Regions from separate parts of the Mus musculus genome. Here region 1 is linked to region 2. Evidence: chromatin contacts called from public HiChIP or PLAC-seq data. All regions are on one chromosome and are shown on one strand. Each heading gives the region's core, a stretch centred on a gene start, on an enhancer-like site or on the middle of the called end of the contact. The rest is flanking DNA. Distances are from core to core; before and after follow the strand shown.

What was found. HiChIP or PLAC-seq counts read pairs in DNA pulled down with a chosen protein or histone mark.
Region 1: a contact with region 2 is called in an H3K4me3 HiChIP or PLAC-seq map of embryonic hindbrain, with 4 times the contacts expected there. The contact joins two enhancer-like sites. A contact is called at or near these places in 2 of 39 promoter capture datasets (the C10 cell line and cranial neural crest), 3 of 115 datasets of contacts at active chromatin or transcription factors (embryonic basal ganglia, embryonic hindbrain and embryonic midbrain) and 1 of 9 other capture datasets (embryonic stem cells).

The regions. Positions count from the first base shown.
Region 1 is chr11:85,915,766-85,918,465 of GRCm38.p6, forward strand. It overlaps Tbx4 (T-box 4), which reads left to right. Exons shown (of 9, transcript NM_011536.3): 9 at 1-332. Among named protein-coding and RNA genes, the nearest start is that of Tbx4, 31 kb to the left of the region's middle. Within about 2 kb of position 1,441, at least 41 of the 459 cell types and tissues checked have an H3K27ac peak or open chromatin away from gene starts, as enhancers often do.
Region 2 is chr11:85,523,922-85,526,621 of GRCm38.p6, forward strand. The region is part of intron 15 of Bcas3 (breast carcinoma amplified sequence 3); the gene reads left to right. Among named protein-coding and RNA genes, the nearest start is that of Bcas3, 170 kb to the left of the region's middle. Within about 2 kb of position 1,385, at least 82 of the 459 cell types and tissues checked have an H3K27ac peak or open chromatin away from gene starts, as enhancers often do.

The DNA of each region.
Region 1 (2,700 bases), core at 191-2,690, 390 kb after region 2:
GCTATTTATATATTATATAAATAAATAAATATATAAATAAATATATATCTCACAAATGCGGGCCACATGTCAAATTCAGCTTTGCTTTTTTTACAAATAAACTTACTGAAAACAAATGCTGAAGGAAGTATTTGGAAAGACATCTATTTAAATTTTTATTACGTTTGATGTTAAAGATAAAACATATATATATATTATAAATGCACACTGCAGATAAAGCTTTATTAGAAAACACACTAGCTGACAGGCGGTATGAAACTTCAAGTGTTTTTGATATATAGCATGGACATTTTGTTTTGCATATTGGAACATAAAGCCATCTTACAACTGTGAAGTGTGTGTTTGTCCTTTGTTAACATCTTGCCGTTGCCTGGCAATAGTGTCTGCCTTTCCTTTCAAGTGGGTGGGGCCTCGGTGCCTCTCTGTTTGTAACCATGGGCCCTCAGAGTGAAGTTCGTTCAAAGTCTCCTCCATCTCGTGTTCCTCCCTGGGTTACGGGGCTAGGTTCACAAAGACCCCTGAAAAGCAGAACAGGCAGGCAGTGTGGCTCTCATCTCTGTTAACATCAGCACAAGCCTGCAGTTGGGGGGGGGGACCGTCTCCTAAGTAGAGAGCCTCTGATGCTCTTTGTGCACTTGTTTCTGAAGAGTAACTGTAGCTTTGAGCCTCGGTCTGGCACTTCCTGGGGCAGCTGGCTGTGCGAAGCTGTCAGCCAACTTCATCCTCATAAATATGAAGAGAAACCCTGGCCTCAGGATGGAGGGATTGAGGGAGAGGAACTCCAACTTGGGCTTTTGCCACATCAGGTGAAGAAAAGGAACCCGCAGAGAGGTGACAGCCATGCATGGACAAGTGTCTATGTGACTCTCACCCACACGCTCGTCCATCCCCTAAAATGTTCTCTCCAGCACCATGGTCTCCACTTAAGATGGTCATGAAACTCAGAGAGGCCAGAAGAGGGATGCTTTTAAGGCCTCTTGCCCTGGCTCTGCCTTGTGGCTCTGTGGGACCTCTGGTCGGCAGCTTTGTATTACTCCCTCACAGACAAAACCTGGATTTGGCTCAGGGACAGGGAAGATGGCTCTTCACTCCCAGGTCCCTGCCTGTATCTTTCCAAAGATGGTACCCTGCCAGGATGCTCCCCGCCCCCCCCCCCCCCCCTGGAACTCGGAGGGCTGGGTGTGCGTTCCTAGATTCTCTCTAAGCACCTACTCGGCTCAGTAAGAGAATCGTCTCAAAAGAGGTGTTCAGCTTTGAGCAGCCCACAGAGTCCTCCTGACTTTCTGGGAAGCATAAGCTACCCTGGCTGCCCCACCTGGGCATGGCAAGAGCAGGGCCTGCAGTGGGATTTGTGGAACTTTTCCTGCCCCTCTGAATCAACAACTCAATAAAAAGGGTGCACATGGGACCCCGTGGAACAAAGGGCACCATTCAGTAGCACCAGCAGGCCATACATCATCGGCTCAGAAGCCTGCCACATGACACTGCCTGCTTCTGCTGTGCCCTGCTTGGGGAGGAAAAAAATAGCCGATTACTGCTCCATTCTGTGGCCAGTAATCCCAGGGTTCCACTATAGCCAAGGGCTCAAGGCCTCGGCCTCGGGCAGCTACCCCACAACCCTCTGCAACGGAAGGTCCTAGAATCACAAAGAAGAAGTTGGGTCAGACTGACAAATTGTTAAAAAACCAAAGCGATTTCTTGCCTCAGCAGGGCCTCGGGGGGTCAAGAGGCCTCTACTGGCTCCTCTAATGGAGCCTGCTAGAGGAGTAGCCATGCAGTGTCTTATCTTACAACATAAAATTAAAACCCACTTAAAAGGCCGGAGGGCATGTTAACATTCCGCCTGCTGTCTAATTGAAGGAGTTCCCAGTGCAAAGGATTTTACTTGAAAGATGTCTCCCTCCAAGCCTGGCTCTCCTGCCTGCTAGGGCAGGGGTGGCAGGGAGGGAGAGATTGTCATTTCAAAGAGCTCAGGCCAGAAAAGCACTGCTTGTGGCCCCCAATGATGGAGGTGGGGCCGGGGCGGGGTGTGTGTGTGTGTGTGTAGGGAAGGGGCAGGTGGTGACAGCCAAGGTTAGAACAGGCTAAGTTTTCTAGTTTTGCAAAATTTACAAATTCATTAGCAGTTATGTCAGCAGAGGCCAGACTCAATTCAGGTAATGATTCAAATATGGTGAGCCCCACAGCCAAAACCTGGCAGCCTCTGTGGCCCAGAGGTTCCTACTCCACCCCCACCCCCAAAGCAACCCCTATGCAAATCTCTCACAGGTCTCCAAGGCATACGGAATCAATCAGGGACATCCTGTCAAGGGTGGTGAACTTGCACTGGCTATCCTGAGTAATGGGAACCAGTCAGCCCCAAGCCGGCTGGGACTGAAAGCCAAGGTGACAGCTATTAAGCAATCGCGCGCAGAACAAAATGGCAGAGGGGCCCGGGTAATCAATTCAATTTCAATGGGCAGCCCTCGCAACTGCAGCGTCTGTCGCTGCCGATTAGAGAAGGCCAGCCTGGAGCTTTCAATGCAAGCCCATCACAGATCAGAAACAGGCCCCGGGATGAAAAGGGAATGGACGTCTCCTGAGGAGCCTGCGATGAAGGACTCTGTTTTATGTGACCGTGTTCTTCCTCCTTTCCTTGAAGAAAGAGAAGGGGGAAAAAAGCCAGCAGTTTGGAGATTAGATAGTTTTCTTTTCAGCCAT
Region 2 (2,700 bases), core at 135-2,634:
AGGGGCCTGAGGGAGGGAGAGCAGAGCTGGAGGGAGGGAGGGAGGGACAGACACTCCCTTTCTGACCAAAAGCAACCCATATACTAGAAATTCCAGTTTGTACTGAGCACTTAAAAAAAATAAATATACATATATATGTTTTAAAGGATTTTATTTGATTTTGATTAAATAATAGTTGAGATTTAGTTGAGAATGCTTTAATGTTAAATTAGACCACAAGCAAGAGCTAAGCATGCTTTCTAGCTTTGCAGAGCTCAGCTATCCAGTGATTGTTTTAGGACAAGCTACCATTGTATTCTTTTTAACAGAGTCAAGAAGTCAACTTTTCAACTCCAGAATTAACTTAAAACTCTTTGGTAAATTTTGCTGCTTTATACCCGCCAAGTCCAGGGCCGGATAGTAAAAGCAGACCGGCAGTTTTGCTTTTGTGTGGGACGGACTGTGCGCATGCGCAGAGGCTCTGAGCGCTTCTTACCCAGCTTTCCTCTGGGACTGGGTAGACAGGAGGACGCTTGTACGCTGTCCTCAGAATAGCGAGAGTGTTGGGAGGAGGATGGAGATGAGGAAATATTGGGAGAAAGGATGTTTCTATAGGGTTGGGAGTGCCAGGAACCCGCGAGTTTGGGTTTGAGGGGTACCCTTGTTATTTTAATTTCCAAATACAATTTCCATTACTTGCAGCCAGGAGCTTGATGGGGTGAGAAGCAGAGCCCCTCAACTGTGGCAGATCCCTTTAGTCTGTGGAGATTGATGAAAACGGACTGGACTGAGGCATCTGGTTTGCTGAGACATGGATGGTGTCTGTCATAAGCCCTTTTAAATAGCCTGCCTGATGCCTGATGTGGGTTAGGGCCCTATGTCTAAGGAGCACAGGAAAACCCAGAAAACTGCAGACCTCCTAACTATGCTGTCCCATGGGCACGCTAATTTGCTCTTGTAAAGGAATCTTAACATCTCTATGCCTGTTTGTCCTCGGATCCCCAGTGACCTCCTAAGAGGCTCACCGGACACCCCATTGTTCGTTGTCTGTGTTCTTTCTCACAGCCCTCTTTCTTAAGGAGTCTTTCTAAGGCTCCCACTCATGACCACGTGTATCTCACGCTTCTGCTAACCTGGCACGGGTTTTCGGCTGTCTCCCACTCTGAGTTCCCCCTTGCAGGAGATTCCAGAGCTGTGACTGCTGCACATCATGCTTGGTGGTTTTCTTTTCCTTACTTCATGGTGTGATTGGGCAGCAAAGAGGATCAGGAGGAGCGATGGCCTCATTCATTTGTTCATTCGTTTCCTCTCACGTGTCCTGAAGAAGTCCATGCACAGAGTATGCTGATAGTAGCTCTAGCGTTCAGCAGAATGTGAAGTGCTCAGCACTTTCGGGGTCTTGCTTCCCTTAGAAATGTCTCGTGCTTGGCAGTTTGCCTCGTTCACATGTTCTCACTTCCCTGCATCCAGAAGCTGGGAATCCAGTCCTGGCAGCTTCTGCACAGAGGCTAAAGATAAAGCAGAAAGGAGCCAAGCTTCCTCCCACATTACCTGGGAGTTGCTGTTGATGGCTTTTCCACAAATGTCCGGGTTTGTCAAAGCCCAGTAAATCTTGGAAAGTTTATTTTCCTTGTAGCATCTGTGTTTTATAATGGGTCTTTTAATTTGTTTTTACTCTGTCTGCAGGGATTTCTTTTGTCCGGAGTTTTCAGACTCTTGGCTTTTTTTCCTTTCCTGTGGAAGTGAGTCCGTTAATGATGACTGGTTTGGGAATATGACGCTCTGCAAACCTGACCTGGGATGCCGCTCCTCCGGAGCAGCCACAAAGCACGCTGGTGCTTCCCCTCTGTCCATTTTCATCCTCAACGTAATCCATTTGCCTGTGAGCTTTGTAGTATAAAATGTTTGAGGAAATGCTGTGTGGTTCCTAGCCCCCCTCACCTGCGTCTGTGGGACCTTGTGTCCGTATGAAGCATAAGCCACGTCTTTCTGTGCAAGTGGCAGGAGCCAAGAAAGACCATGTGAGGTGGTTTCCTTTCCAGAGATAGAAATTTGTTTCAGATACGCTTAGTAAGGCAGTGCTGGAATCCTGAAGCTCATGATTCTATTTCACTTTCCACTGTAAGATCAGTGACAGTAAACACAACTGAAAACAGGTCAAACCGAAGAATCAGAGCTTTCAGCATGATGAGTTTTTTTTTTTTTCCTTTCAATTCAGATTTTTAAATGATGTCCTGTTTTGCCATAGAATTTCTGCTTTAATTTGTCAAGAAACCATCTTATTGGAATTTGGTCTTTCCTCCCCCACCCCCAGTGAGATGCCCATCTATCGTGGAGACTGGTTTCCCTCTAAGGGATCAAAGCTCTGGTGGATTTGGATAAAGACCCGAAAGCCCGAAGGCTTATGCAAGTTTATCTATATAGCCTAACCCTGGAAAGCTGGATAGGAGTCTTAGAAGAGCTCATTTTCTCAGGAGATTTTTGGGACTTCCTCTGTCTGGTTGTGCCAGGAACCCTGTGAGAATATCCATTCTTTCTCACTGCATTTTTCACTTGCAGGTCTCGTGTCTGCCGGGATGGGAAAGTATGATCGTGTGGAAGTGTTTTATGGGTCTTAAGGCTTCATGAAGTCTTTCTCTGAGGCTGCAGCTAGGCAGTTTCTGTTCTGTGGTGAAGAGAGACAGGGACAGGAAGGGAGGCGCCTCGCTGATGTAAGCACTC